Regions from separate parts of the Mus musculus genome. Here region 2 is linked to region 1. A link is a contact called in public Hi-C data. All regions are on one chromosome and are shown on one strand. The core of a region is the stretch at or near the end of the contact, and the rest is flanking DNA. Distances in the headings are between cores, read along the strand shown. Region 1 overlaps Fars2 (phenylalanine-tRNA synthetase 2 (mitochondrial)). Region 2 has its middle 28 kb from the start of Gm26395.

Region 1 (6,775 bases), core at 206-2,705:
TTGTTGCCCTTCGTCATGGAGATCCTGCAGCTTTAGAAAAGCAGGAATGGCCCATTCACGTATCTCAACCATTTGCAAGTGATATAGATTTTGGGGTGGGCCAATTCAGAGCTCTGGATATGGGCCTGGTGGCAGCTGTGCCAGTCAGTGAGCCACCGGGGTGAGTTCTCTAGCACTGTTCTGGCCAGGCCACCCAATGCCACCATTGGCAGGAGGCAGGGTCATTTCTTCTGCTCTCATGGTCTCCGGCCAGCTCACCAGCACTCATGCCTCCAGAGACAACTCCACTGTGCTGCCCAGTCATAGCAGGAGGGGCTGTGGGGAGCACTTTTCCAAGTGCTGTAGCCTGCAAGGGGCTGGGCCAACTCTCCTACTCTCACACCCCCTGAGCTGGCTCACCCTTGACTTCACCATCAGGGCCAGCTCTCCAGAGCACTACAGCCAGTGAGGGGGCAGAGCTAGTTCTCCTCTGGGCCAGCTCTCAGTATTGCTCATAGGAAGGGGGAGGGACCCATGCCACCTCTTGACAGGTGAGTTGTAGAACCAGCTCTCCTACACTCTCTCCTAGGGTCAGTTCTCCTGTCTGCCTTCAGTAGTGAGGGGGTGGAAGGCATCTTCCCCCATCCAAGACCACTTCATAGCAGAGAAGTGATAGGGTCAGCTCTCCCTCACTGATACCCTCCAGCAATTAACCCACACCCCATCCGGGACAGCTCACTGGGACAAGCTCTTCCATCTGCCTCAGATGGTGAGGGGTGAGGGTTGGGGGGGGGTTCGCCTCTCATGTACTTAAACTTTAAATTTAAATCAAATTTCATCACAGGTACCCCAGTCATACTTTAGAAAAATGTATCTATAGTGTTTGTTGCTATTGCTGGTACTGGGCAGTCACTGTGGTCTTGGAATGTGTCCCCACCACTGAGTAGATAATCCACTCTTGATGGGCAGGCTCTGAAATAATTGCTGTATAGTGTGTCCATCTAGTCCTCAGAGATAGAAGAAGGAAATGGAGGTCTTGCTTCATAGGCAAGAACTCCAAGGCACAAGAGGTCATGCAGGGGCCCTAGATCTCACAGCAAAGAGAACGGGAATTGGAACCAGCTTTCTCTCAACTACAAAGTCAGGTGCTTCTCCATTCTCCCACAGCCTGGCAGCTCTCGGTCCTGTCCTTGGAAGTAACATCGAGCTGTCTCCCTCCCTCCCTCGTCTTGCCGCCCGTGCTTCTTGTCTGGCTTCCACGAGCTTCTGGATACATTGAATGAACTTGCTTTCTCCACTGAGCAGAAGAGTGATAACATGGGGCATCGGGCTGAACCTTTGTCTCTGACAAGCAGGAACTAGTTGACTACAAAGCCAAGGATCCAGCTTTCTCACTCTGTCAGTGGAACTCTTCTGGACAGCATCTTTCTGCACTGAGTAATCTCTGTGTGGATGGATAGGCAGTGTCTGCAGTGCCCACTGGTCATGCCTCGTCTATTCTGGGAGGTGTCAGGCATACCATCCAAGAACACAGAGTAGCTGCTCTGTCACAGATGGAAAAGCAGACTATTGTGGATGCTGTAGGAGATAGGTTTGGGCTGCATGTGAGGAAGGGTTTTATTTCAAGTTCAGAGCTAGTTTGGTTGCCACGGTGAACCCAGTGGTTGTATAATAGAAGTCTTCCCTCCCTCACCAAGACTCTGACCCATTGTTCCTTCTTTCCAGGCGGCTCCATAGCCCTGTACCCCTTCAGAAAATACCCCCCATACTTTGAGCTGGGGGGAGCACTAGTTAATCTTCAAGTAGTTCTGATGATGGTTCACTTTATTACTCTTTCTATTTTGTTTTAAGATATTTATTGCTCAGCTTTTTCACATTAAGACTGACACAAATATGAATATTTACAGGATGCAGTAAAATATTTTGAGCTATGTGTAATGATACAGTAATCAAGGTGCTTGGCATATCCGTCACCTCAGACATTCGTCATCTCTTTGTTTTGAGAACATTTAAAGTCCTCTTGTAGATAATGTAAAATATTCAAAACAGGGTCACTAGCCAGGGTCATCTGCTTTGCCACAGATCACTAGAGCCTGCTCCTTTCACCTTCCATAACTTTGTTGATCTTTCATCCCCACCCCAGCCTCTGGCAGCCCCCGCCCCTATTTTTTTTGTGAGACCAGCTTCTTTAGGCCCCACAAATAAGAGAGAGCACACACTGTGTCCCTTCTGTAATTGTCTTACTCCACTGAGCATAGCATCCTCGGGACCACCCATGCTGCTGCGATGACACCATCGCACCTTTTTAAAGACTGAGTAGTATTCCATTGAGTAAGTGTTCTTGATTTCTTCTTCCATTCACCCCCTGCCGGATGCTTGTGGTAATCTCATATCTTGGCTTTATGAATACTGTGCCAATAAGCATGGGGTCCAGGTCCTCTCAACACCTGTTAAAACCTCCTTTGGATGCATACCCTGAAGGGGATTGCTAAACCCTTTTAGGCATAAGCTTGACAGTCCTTTCACTGATCCAGACTTGACTGTTCTCAATCCCACGCAGCTTTCTCTTTGGTCTAAAGTTAGGAGTCTCGGAGGAGGAGGCACTAAAACAGAATCCCCCTCTGCTGGCTTGTCCCGCTGGCCTGCCTCCTCTCCCCATAGTTCACATGGGATTGCCCATCCTGGTTCTCAGTTTCTGCCTGAGCATCCGGACTTGGGTGGGAGGTGGAATTGGGTAAGCCTTGACGTTCAGAGTGGAGCAGGGAACAGGACCAAGGTGAAAGCAAGTCATGTGTTTTGTTTCCCCTAGTTGGACCCTGAAAGGGGGTGGGGGTGATGTCAGGCTGGTTGGGAGAAGCACAAGATGTTGTGGTATTGGCACAGCAGACCATCCTGAATCACTCAGGAGCAGACAAGGATGGTCACGTATGGCTGCCTGTGTCCAGTGTCTACAGGCAGAATGACCCAGATTTCTTTTTTGGTTTCTTCAGTGTCCAACTCTGTAACTAGACGAATAGCACCATGCCAGTGCACATGGTATCTCCCATGTGCTGACGAGGAGACCCTTAGATATCCCTGTCGCCTGCAGAGTGGCACAGCTGGCTTTACCGCCAAGTGGCTGCCAGCCCTCTTACTGCCAACTGGCCCACTGCTGGATGACAGATTCTCTGTGCTCCTTTCTGTCAAGCTCAGTGCCTGCAAGATGCTTTTTGTTGAATGACTGACTAACGAAGTCTATAAACGAATAGTCCCGGTTGAAAACACTGTAAGGTACTTATTAAAATCTCTGTTTTTTTTAAAAAAAAAAAAGGCAAAATGCCAAGTTCTAGCCAGCAACCACACATTGTACAATCAGCCAGTATTACAAGGCAATGGAAATTGGTTTTTTTTTTTTTTTCATTCTTTTCCACCTTGTCAGCAAAGGGATTTGACCTCCTTAACTGAACAATAGATAATCTTGTTTATTTTTCTCACAAGTAGAAACTGTGGAGTACATGAAAGTGAACTTTGATTTGCCTATGAAGCTCCAGATTATACAGCCGACTCGACTCATCCCAAACGCTGGGCCCTATGGGTTGGACAGAAAGCCATGGCAACCGCCTGCCGCCCAGACCCAGTACTGCACCAGTAGGGAAGACCTCTGTCAGTGCATTCCTTGTCTATGTGTCCTGGTCATCCGGGTCATCCCTGTGTCCTCTCTAAGTCAGACAAGCTTATTCTGTGTCTTGCTTAGTCATTTTAAAACTATATTGCTGCTTAGAGGAAGTTAGATGTGTTCGCTTTCTGTCACTATGAGAAATGCCTGAGAAATGAGGAAGTGTTTATTTGGGCCTGTAGTCTAGAGCCTTCAGTCCATGAGCAATTGACTCGTTAGTTTTGAGCCTGTGGAAGCATGTTAGAGTGGGAGCATATGATCAGAGAGACTTATTTACCCTATGCTGGGTTTGAAAAGAGAAAGAAGGAGCTGCGTGCCCCTTATCTGCCCTCTAGGAACCTGTCCCCAGTAAACTTAAGCACCCTGCTACAGCTTACATCTTAAAGGCCCCACTACCTCCCAGTAACCAGGGCCTTTGGTGAGATTCAGGATCCGAGTCATAGGAAGAGCTCAGAGGTGAAGGGGAGGAGGATGCTTGACAGAGCTCTTGAGTGTGGTGGGAAAGACTGTTCTGAAACCACACTCTCTATGCTTCATTTCTATCCTATTGAAATGAAATTCACATAACATGAAATTAGTCATTTTGAAAGTATACAGTTCAGTGCCATAGGGCAGTTCTCTAGTCTGGATGTCTGGATGTTTCAGACAGTGGGACCATGCAGTGTGTGGTATGCAGCTTCTACTACTTTGGTTTTGAAGTTCACCTAGTTTCCACTCATTGGAATTACATTCTCTGCCTATACTAAATCTGTTAATATCCATCCATTTGTTGGTAATGACTGAACATACAGCTTTTAGGAAAATCAATCTCTCTCTCTCTCTCTCTCTCTCTCTCTCTCTCTCTCTCTCTCTCTCTCTCTCTCCCTCTCTGTCCCCTACTGCCCCTCTTTATGGGGGTGGGGCAGGAATTGAACCTGTGGCCTCATACATCATTGGTAAACTCTACCACTGAACTATAGGCCCTGCCCTCTTTTTCCTTTTCGTTCTGACACAGGGGCTCATGCAGTTGCCAGGGCTGGCCTTGAACTTGCTCTGTAGTTCAGTCGCTCATTGACCTTGTGAACCTTTTGCCTTAGCCTCGCCAGCTACCTGAGGGTACAGACATGATCACAAGGCTCAGCAGCAAACTTTTGTCTGACTTTTAGTTTGAGCAGCCGCCGCTTTCCATTCTCTGGGACATAAACCTAGAAATCATTGGATTATGTAGCAACTCTACATTTAGTGGTTTGGAAACCCACTGCACCTTTTCATAGCAACACACACTATTTCATATCCCTGCCGTGTTGCCTGGCCCTAACTCCACTCCTATAACACTGTCCTGCTGTTCGAACTTGGACAAGTCCCTTCTGCCTTCTGAGCTCACAGCTGTATCTTGGGGACAGTCTGCCTAGTGAAGATGTCAGTCAGAGTGAACTTATGTGTCCAGTGAAAGACTGGGGAGCACTAGGGCTAAAAGGCTGCCGTGAAGGGTGTGATGCAGTAAAGAGCTCTGGTCCAAATCCAAAAGTACCCTCCCTTCAGGGAGTCCTAGTCCTTACATGTTTGGCAATTTGCCACAGCTCCATCAGCCCATGGTTTGCAAGGCAAACCAATCTCTGGGGCTAAACAGACCTAGTTCTTCTTATTACTGAAGTCAATTCATGACTTGGGCTAGGGTGGGGAAGTAAGAAAGGATAGAAGGAAAGCATTTTTCTTTCATCTAAAATGGACTGCTGATGCTAAAGAGGAAGGGACATGCTAGCCTTGCTTGAATATGAGCACCTTGGAGGTGACTCCTTCCTGCATCCCTTGCAGATGGGGGCTCTGTGCCTGGCTAAATACAGGCCCTGCAAGGAATAGCAGAGGGCCCTAGAAACTCCCACTTCCCAAATATGAGCTCAAGGTGGGAGGGGCAAAGACAGAAAAGTAAAATGGATAAGCCAGAGTAGGGAAGAAATGGGAAAATACCTGGGAAAAGAGAATAAGGAGACCCAGGCTCCACTCCCCTTGCTCACTTATGTAGCAGATGAGCAGCTCCGTTATTATATGGGTCCCAAACAACTGGAGCAGAGGCTGTCCCTAAAGCTGTTGCCTGTCTGTGGAATATGTTCCTCTAACTCAGCTGTCTTGTCTGGCCTCGGGGGAAGAAGTGGCACCTAACCCTGCAGAGACTTGATATGGCAGGGTCGAGGCAGGGGGGATGCCCAGGGGGACTTCCACTCAGTCAGAGGCTCAGTGGGTGTCAGAGGAGAAGAGACACTCAGGATGAAGGGACAGCAATCGGGATGTAAACTGAATAAATTAAATTGAGGGGGGAGAAATAGTGAATAAATAAGGGGCCTAGAGCCAAGACAGACACTTGTCTTTTTCTGCCTCCATCCAAGTCTGACTTAAAATCAGAAGGTGGGAGGCAAGGAGAGAGCACCCCTGTGAGAACAAACCAAAAACATCAAGAAGACCCAGAAAGCAGAGGCTCTGGACTCTGGTGAACACATGGGGGACTATAAACTCTTCTTGTGAGGGGGTTCCCAGAGGCCTAGCCCATCTGAAACCCACTTGCCCAAGGTTCTGGCATGGCAGAAGGCCTAGCCCTTCCTTGCCTAATTGGAGATGTTGTGGCCTCTCCTAGTCAGGATTGACAGGTAGCAGGAAGAGGGAGTGACACTGGGTCTGACTTGAGCATCTGAAACCTCAAAGCCCATCCCCAGTGGCGCACTTCCTCCAACAAGGGCACACCTCTAATAGTGCCACTCCCTATGAGCCTGTGGGGGCCATTTTCTGTCAGACCACCTCACAGCATGATGGGACCAGCTTCTCCAGTATTCAAGCTACTATGTCTTTAACCTTCACCTTCTCACACACTGGAAAAAGGTGGTCCTTAGTGGCCAGTGATATTTCTGTGGCCATACATGACTGATGCTTGGATCCTGTCCCACTCTTAGCGGGTCTGCTCTTAGCAGCTGCTACCATACCATTATGACGTAGCAACCGCTGTTTAAGAGTAATCCCTACTGCTGTCAGCCAATGTGCAGACATGGTTTCCACTCACCTACTTGCATTTCCTCCTTCCTCAACAGGACACACAGGACCAGCCACTGCTACCGCATTACCTACCGCCACATGGAACGGACACTGTCCCAGAGAGAAGTCGGCAATGTCCAC
Region 2 (7,609 bases), core at 1,238-3,737, 150 kb after region 1:
GTGGCCTCCTTCTTCTCAGAGGAGAGGGGAAAGAGGAATGGGAGAAGAGCTATGGGGAAACTGGAAGGTGAGGGGGAGGGCTAGTATTGGGATATAAAGTGAGTGAGTAGATAGATAGATAGATAGATAGATAGATAGATAGATAGATAAATTAGTGGTCACAAGGCAAAGGTAGAAAGAGCAAAACCCATGATGGTTTGATAAGGTCTTGGGATGTGGGGATAAGGAAGGATATGAAGTAGTGGGTGCTAGAGGAGGATAAGAGGGTGGAGGTATGAATGTGGCCAGAATGTATTATATACATGCATGAAATGATCAAAGAATAGATTAATGAAAAAACTGAGAAGAAGAAAATTTTTCTTTAAAAGCCTTTTTGTTTGAATTGGACTATTATGAGAATTATCTGGTCATTAGTAAGGCACTTGTGATTGTGGTAAAGAATTCTAGAATACTTTTGTTACTCATGTCCTTTCTGCACATACCTTACAGTTTGAAGGGAAGGCTATAGGAATGCAGATATGATTTTTTTTTGGTTGCTTGCTCTATTAGCAAGCATTTTTAAGGTCCAAGGGGAAGTAGTTCAGGTGGTAGAATACTTATCGATTATGCACAGGGCCCTGGGTTTATTCCAGTGCTATATAAACTGGCTGTGGTGGTAACCTCCACCTTTGGGATTTAGATCAGAATTTAAAGATCATCCTTGGATATATATCATGTTTTAGGCAAACCTGGGTTAGGGATAACTGTGTTATCAAAAAAGAATGGTAGTGGTGCATCACTAGGTAGGGTGTTCCAGTGTCCAAGGCTCTATTGGAGGAACACAGGATGTTTAAGCAGCCATTGCAGTGGGTGCTCACAGGTAACACAATATCTGGCTGGGAGAATGGTGCCCAGCTTCCTGCCTATCACAGAGTAGACAAGAAAAAGTGACTCCTTCAATGCATATTTGGAATTACACCAATCCAAAGAAAAATTACACCAATTGTCAGAGCACAAGACAAGTTCTCTCATATACAGTTTGTGGATGAGTTTTATGCAAACCAAAGACAGGGTGCACCCAAGTCCACCTGTCAGCTGAGTCACATCCCCCCTTCTTCAAGTCAAGGCCGCTTACAGCTAGATAACCAAACAGTGGTGAGTCTGCCCAAGCAGGAAACACTTCAAAGGCTTCACAGACATGTGACATTTTGTCCCAATTCTGTCTTTCTCTTAGTCCTCTCTGAATGGCAGACTTTGGAATCAAATCCCAATTCTGCCACTCAACATTTGAGCATTCTTAATGAGCTTCAGTTTCCCTATCTACAAAAGCAGGAAAGCAATGGGCTCCAGCTCTTTGAGTGGTTGTAAGGATTAAATGATCAGTCCAATAAAAATGTTTGAGCATTGCCTGGCTCATAGAATTCATCGCACATGTTAGCTGTGGTTATTATTCCAGACATTTTTGGACTTGGTCATCTTAGCATAGTTCTGTATTCTACTGAATCTAACAGGGGCAGGGGATGTTTAGCAGGAAGGATGGGCAGGAAACTGATGGAAAGCTGGAGATGAAGGGGATGAATAAAATCTAAAAATGTATGGAAAAAAAGTCAGAAGGAAACATGATGATGGGTAAGCTCATGATGACTGGTAAGCTAATTAGCAAGGAAACAAGGAAAACGGAAACTTAAACGGAATTGCACAGCATGGATAATGCCCTACTTAAATGCCTGCTCTCATAAATAATAGACTGTTAGACGAACATCTCAGTAACAGGCACAGGGTACCTCTTTCTGAGTTAACCACTCTATGAGTTAATCAGAGAGGCCTAATCAAATTGAGTTGCAGACATTAAAGAGAATGAACCATCTCTTTTTGTAGATCTGCAGGTCTACTGATGTAGATTGATCTTCAAACTGTAAGAAATGCAATTAACAAAGGAACTACAAATGCATTTTTGTTTAAATGTACATAGTATGTTTCTTGCTGGAAGCCACATGCATGGTGGTGGGAGGGGCACTAGGTGAGAGGTTGAGAAGCTGAACTTTAACAATGTGGTTTAGCTATTCAGTGTTTGGATACATGAAACATATTCCTTATATGAATAAATAAGTATGTTATTAAGACCACAGAAGAGGGGCTGGAGAGATGGGTCAGTGGTTAAGAGCTCTGGCTGACTGCTTTTGAAGAGGACCCTGGTTTGGTTCCCAGAACCTACATCAGTCAGTTCATGATCTATACTCCAGTTCCAGGGAACTCAATGCCATCTTCTGGCCTTAACAGGCATTTACATGCACATGTTGTACATTGCACATAAAAACTCAACATGTTACATACATACATAAATGCACACACATATGCCTATAAATTAAAACACCAACAATAATAAAAATAAAACTTTAAAACCATAGAAGAAAAAAAATGGACACATCTCAAGGGAATATATGTACTTGCTCAAGTGCACAGACATCTTCTTGTGTCCCTTTCCTGTGATTGCTGTGGGATTGCACTGGCCCACAGTCCAAGTCTGATATCATTCAGTAACTTGCACAACAGGACGTGGTTAGTCAGAAGCATAGGAAAGTAATGAGAAACAAACTGATCAGGAACATAAACATTACTCTTACTCTACACACATGCATCAAAAGATGCCTCACAAGATCTGACATGGCATCCTCCTGGTCCTCATTCTTTATAGCATGTGAAAAATACATGACATTAAACAGGAGTCATGTAGTGATGTTTCTCGCCAGTTTGCCTTTTACTTATTTGGTCTGGCAGGGTTTCCTCATACCAACAGCGGAACCTGGTTATTCATGAAATCAATAAATCGCTCTGCTGGTCACCTAGCACATCACCGATCCCGCAGGTGAGAAGCAGTCCCCACTGAAAATTAACGTCAACATCAGGGCGCATCTGATTTTTTTATTTGGGACTTTTCTGTAAAATCACTTCTTTTCAACCTTTCCAATTCAGTCCATCCTAATAACATATAATATGTCACTTCTGATGGCTGGTCACAGGTTCTGCTAATTTGACCTGCTTCTGCTGGTTAGAATGCCTGCTTGTTTCCATCAGTGCTTCCTAATGTACAGATGGAATTTAGTTCATGCCATGCAGCCATTATTTAATCACATTGTCCCAAACATACCCGGTACACTTGATAACAATCTAGCCAGCTGTTTTTATTTGATAGGTTGGTAGAAAAACATGTAAACTTCATCTTTGTTTAAATGTCTTCTGTTTACCTTGCAGTGCATTATTTATGACAAAGATCTATAACCCTTTCTCTTTCCTGGCCATTTGGAAATGAAACAACAAAATCATATAAATAACCCCATTTTGCCTACTTTAATACCATAATGAGTAGTTAAACTCCAAATGTCTGTGATTACACAATCCATTTGAAACCACACAGCAGGCGGGCTTCTTTGTAGTTTGTTAATCAAGACTTATGTAATTCATTTAAAGAAGAAATCACAGGTTAATTATTAAATGGAAAAGACAATCATTTTAAGATTGTAGCTAACAGCACATGGCACAGTTTGGTTATCTATAAAGATATTTCTTTACTCTCAGTTACTTTGCCTGTAATTTGATTTTTTTTAAGTGTCAAAAATTGTGCTAAAATTTCTAAAGGATGTTCTTCGAGATTTTACATTCCTTCTCAAACAGTTTTGAGAAGGAAAAGCACTCGTGCCAGGCTATCCCAAAGGATACAGGAACATGACTCGACTAGAGGCAATCTGGGACATCTGCATGGTGAAGGTCACCCACCTCATCTTCCTCCACTCTCTGCCTCATAACCCACAGAACATACAGTGGTCCCTTGTGAAACTATAGAGTGTGTTTAGTGCCCTTCTGAATTTGATTTTTCATAATTGCTGACCATTTAGTAATGACATGACAAGTATTATTAAGCACAGGTAGGTCCTAAGACACTTGATGTGTGAGCAAATAACAATTGTCATTGATACTACTTGGAAAACAACAAAAACAAAAAACCAACTCTTGCTGCTAATAAGAAAACAAGCCAGTTCTCATCCAGAAGGGTCATCAGACTCTGTGACCAAAATGGAGTCAGCTGGAATGTCTACTTGAGGGCAGAGCTGATGCCATAGAAATGAGACAAAGATGGATGTCATCAACCCCGAGCTTCCCAATGAAGTGTCCCATTCCCTGAGGATCCTCAGGCACACCCATGTCTGAACTTACTGTGAACCTTCCCCTCCAGCATCCCTCTTTCCAGCACATTGTCCAAGATATTCGTGTTCTGCTCTAATGTGCCCTTTTTTACACCATCGTTTCCATTGTAATTTAATGCTCAGCCTTGAAGTGTTGACAAGTGGTGGAGCCTTTAAGAGACCATTGGTCATGAGGGTTTCATTCTCATGAGTATATCGATGACATTCTCTAGAGACTGGATTAGGGAGTGAGCTGCACCTTGAGGGGTTGGATTAGTCTGCCTGGAGGCAGGTTGCTGTAAAGAATGGTGCTGACATTCAGTAGGCTATCCATGCTGTTGAGAATGGGGACAGGAGGCACATGAAATGGACTGTCTTTCTGGAGGGTCAGGCTGGTTATTAATCTTTTGATTCTTCCTCTCTACAGCTTCCTGACCTTCATCTTCCCCAACCTTCCTTTCTTCTTCTGTTTCTCTTTTAGAGCTTGGTCTAAGGCAGGTTTCTATACAGGGCCATGAGGTCTTGTTGGGTTGCAGCCAGAGTCTAAGAAGGCTTCTTGTACTTTGGGTTTCCTTACTGTTTCTTTAAAGCTCCCCTTGAAGCCATGTGGCTGCTTGTCCACCATGTAGCTGACATCAGGCACTTCTTTGTGGCCTCTTTTCTTTCCAGTTCCATCACCATGTAACCAGAGCTACTATCCAACATTACAGCTCCCCCATCCTGTGGGCCCTGCACACTTTCTCACTGTTTCCAGGGCAGGGTTGTGTACCATAGCATTTCCCACAATAGTATTCCCGAATTCAGCCAACCAATGATGGAAAAAACTTGTTAAAAAAAAAACCCTGAACATATTCAAGTGGTTGTCTTTTTAATTCTCTAAAATACTATCTAACAGCTAGTACACAGAATGCATATTGTATTACTTACAAGTCATCTAGAGATAAAGAAGGACATGCACAGATTCTCAAAAACATGACAACATTTTATCTGAAGGATTTGAGCATCTGGAGTTTGGTATCTGCAGGAACCCTGGAGTAAATCCATTATTAGTATGAAAGGACTTCTGTATAAAGGAATTAGTGAATACACTTACAGCCCAGCTTGGGGTGAGGAAGCCAAGCCTGTCTCCCCAAGTCAAGCAAGGAAACTGATGTAACAACAACATCTGCCCTCCCCACTCCCAAGCTGCTGGAGCTCTGGCCAAGCACCGTGTGACCCGGAGACTTTTCAGAGGACTTTCCAAGGTTCCAGAGGCTCTTAAACCTGTAATCGGGAGCAGAGGACTAAAGTCAATATGTACCTTCCAAACTCAAAGTCATGTGTTAAAATGTGGGGGCAGGTGCTGGACACATCTCAGAAACGAGAGGTATGCCATACACAAGTTTCTCTGTGTGGTGTCTGCTGAAGACAGTGTCACTGTGAGGCTCTGCCTGTCACTGAAGCCCCACATGGCATGTTCATGATGACAGACATGCATGTCAAACTACTGAAGGCAGCAGCCTTTGAGAGCATGGGGCAGCTACAGCAGATCTGAAATAAGATGTCAAGTTACAAATCCTCCTCTGTGGGCCAAGCATGCTTCACTGTCTCATCCTTTCAGAACTGGGGGTGGCCGGAACCATCTAATGTGCTGCCTGGCTACCTCATCCATGGAACTTAGACTTGCTAGTTCTGATAATAGAAAAAAAAAAAAGAAAAACAAACAAACAAACAAACAAACAAACCCCATTAGAGCCTGGTAAGAGTGGTTATACTGGACCCCCATCCTACAACAACATGACCATCCTATCCACAACTTCTAAAGGCTGATATGAGGTGACCTGAGGGGTTGGAAGAGCTCCACTTTGCTGCCAATGGGTCTCCCTGGTATCTTCCCTTTCTGATAGCAATGATCATTTATACAGAAATAGCAGTGTGCTGGCCAGTCTTGTGACAACTTGACACACAAACTTGGAGTTATCTGAAAGGAGAGAACCTCAATTGAGAAAATGCTTCCTTAAGATCCTGCTGTAAGACATTTTATTAATTAGTGATTGATGGGACAGGTCTCAAACCATTGTGGGGGTGGTATCATCCCAGGGCAGGTGGTCCTGAGTTTGATAAGAAAGCAGGCTGAGTAAACCAGTAAGCAGAATCCTTCTGAGGTCTCTGTCTGGATCAGCCACCAGGTTCCAGCCCTGTTTGAGTTCTTGCCTTGGTCTTCTTCCATGATAAACAGTGGTATGGATGTGTAATCAGAATAAACCTTTTCTTCAACGACTTGCTTTTTTTTTGGTCATAGTGTTTAATGGAAACCCTAACTAAAATGAGCAGGAATCACAACCTGGTATGATAACATCTTCCGACACGTTATTCTCAGACTTAACTCTCACAAGTATTCTATAAAGTAGGTGCTACCATTATCTCCTTTCCACAAATGAGATGATAAGTCTAAACCCAGGGACTCTCCTGCCCATGTTCTCCATGATGAGGTTTGTCCCTCTAAGGTCCATGTCGTAGGAAATTTTGTTGCCAGGGTAGATACCAGGGGAGATGGTCTTCAAAGGGACTAATGCTTTTCTTCTGAGAGTGAGTTCTCTCTCTTCATAGACTGGGGATGTTTTCCAGGAGAGAGGGTCATAAATTCAACTTGTATGTCTTGGTTTCATCCTCTTGCTTCATCTTACACTATGTGTCTTCTCTTCCATGGGATCTTTACTAGAACTTAGTGTGGGTAATGTGTTCCTGTACCTCTAGAATATATATGTACATATAAGAATACATGTACATGTATATATAAGAACACACACACATGAATGAATAGACCTTAGTTTTGATATAGTAGCACAAGATATACTGGTACAGTCAACTAATAAGAACTGAGGCATAAACTCGGACCCAAACTGCCCTATGCTACTTTTCTGCCATATTAAATAGTGTTTATGAAAGACCTGAGTACAAAATGAGTGACAGGTAAGTCGAAGAGGGATTGGATGACACAGGGGCATGTGTGGTAGCCATGTCAGGGATGCCTTGAGTTCCTCCCTTGACCTAGATGGTGAAGAACTGGCTAGGGTAACTTCTTTACTCTCTCTGATGGAAAGTTTTCAATAGCAACAAATACCATCTGAGATCAAGGCAGGAGTACGTAACCATGGCAGCCATGATGCTCCCTAATCTCTACCTTCATAAAAAGAGTGCTTTTTCTTGAAAACTACTTCCAAAATGATGACTGACCATTGGCATTCAGTTTGCCTAGCAAAAAAAAAAAAAAACAAGGGAAGAAACTCTGGTGGAAAGACTATCACTCCTGGACCACCCAGAATCTGAGCATTTGTGGACAAAGAGAAGCATGGGTCAGGTAGGCTAGGCCTCCTGATTAAGAGCCTTGGTGCTGGGGTCAGAGTCACCCCACTCACAGAGCCCCTGGGTAGATTGCCTTGTCCTATTTCCTTGGAAACTGATTCTCT

Evidence for each region. A called contact is a pair of places that touch in the nucleus more often than the background predicts.
Region 2: a contact with region 1 is called in a Hi-C map of the N1E-115 cell line, with 3 times the contacts expected there. The contact joins two enhancer-like sites. A contact is called at or near these places in 1 of 15 datasets of contacts at CTCF or cohesin (the NIH/3T3 cell line), 2 of 484 Hi-C or Micro-C datasets (the N1E-115 cell line and cerebral cortex) and 1 of 9 other capture datasets (pancreatic islet).

Annotation. Positions count from the first base shown.
Region 1 is chr13:36,530,611-36,537,385 of GRCm38.p6, forward strand. It overlaps Fars2 (phenylalanine-tRNA synthetase 2 (mitochondrial)), which reads left to right. Exons shown (of 7, transcript NM_024274.3): 7 at 6,691-6,775. Among named protein-coding and RNA genes, the nearest start is that of Gm46409, 79 kb to the right of the region's middle. Within about 2 kb of position 1,456, at least 22 of the 459 cell types and tissues checked have an H3K27ac peak or open chromatin away from gene starts, as enhancers often do. A contact at or near this core is called in the N1E-115 cell line, where this site is marked.
Region 2 is chr13:36,678,379-36,685,987 of GRCm38.p6, forward strand. No RefSeq gene overlaps it. Among named protein-coding and RNA genes, the nearest start is that of Gm26395, 28 kb to the left of the region's middle. Within about 2 kb of position 2,488, at least 4 of the 459 cell types and tissues checked have an H3K27ac peak or open chromatin away from gene starts, as enhancers often do. A contact at or near this core is called in the N1E-115 cell line, where this site is marked.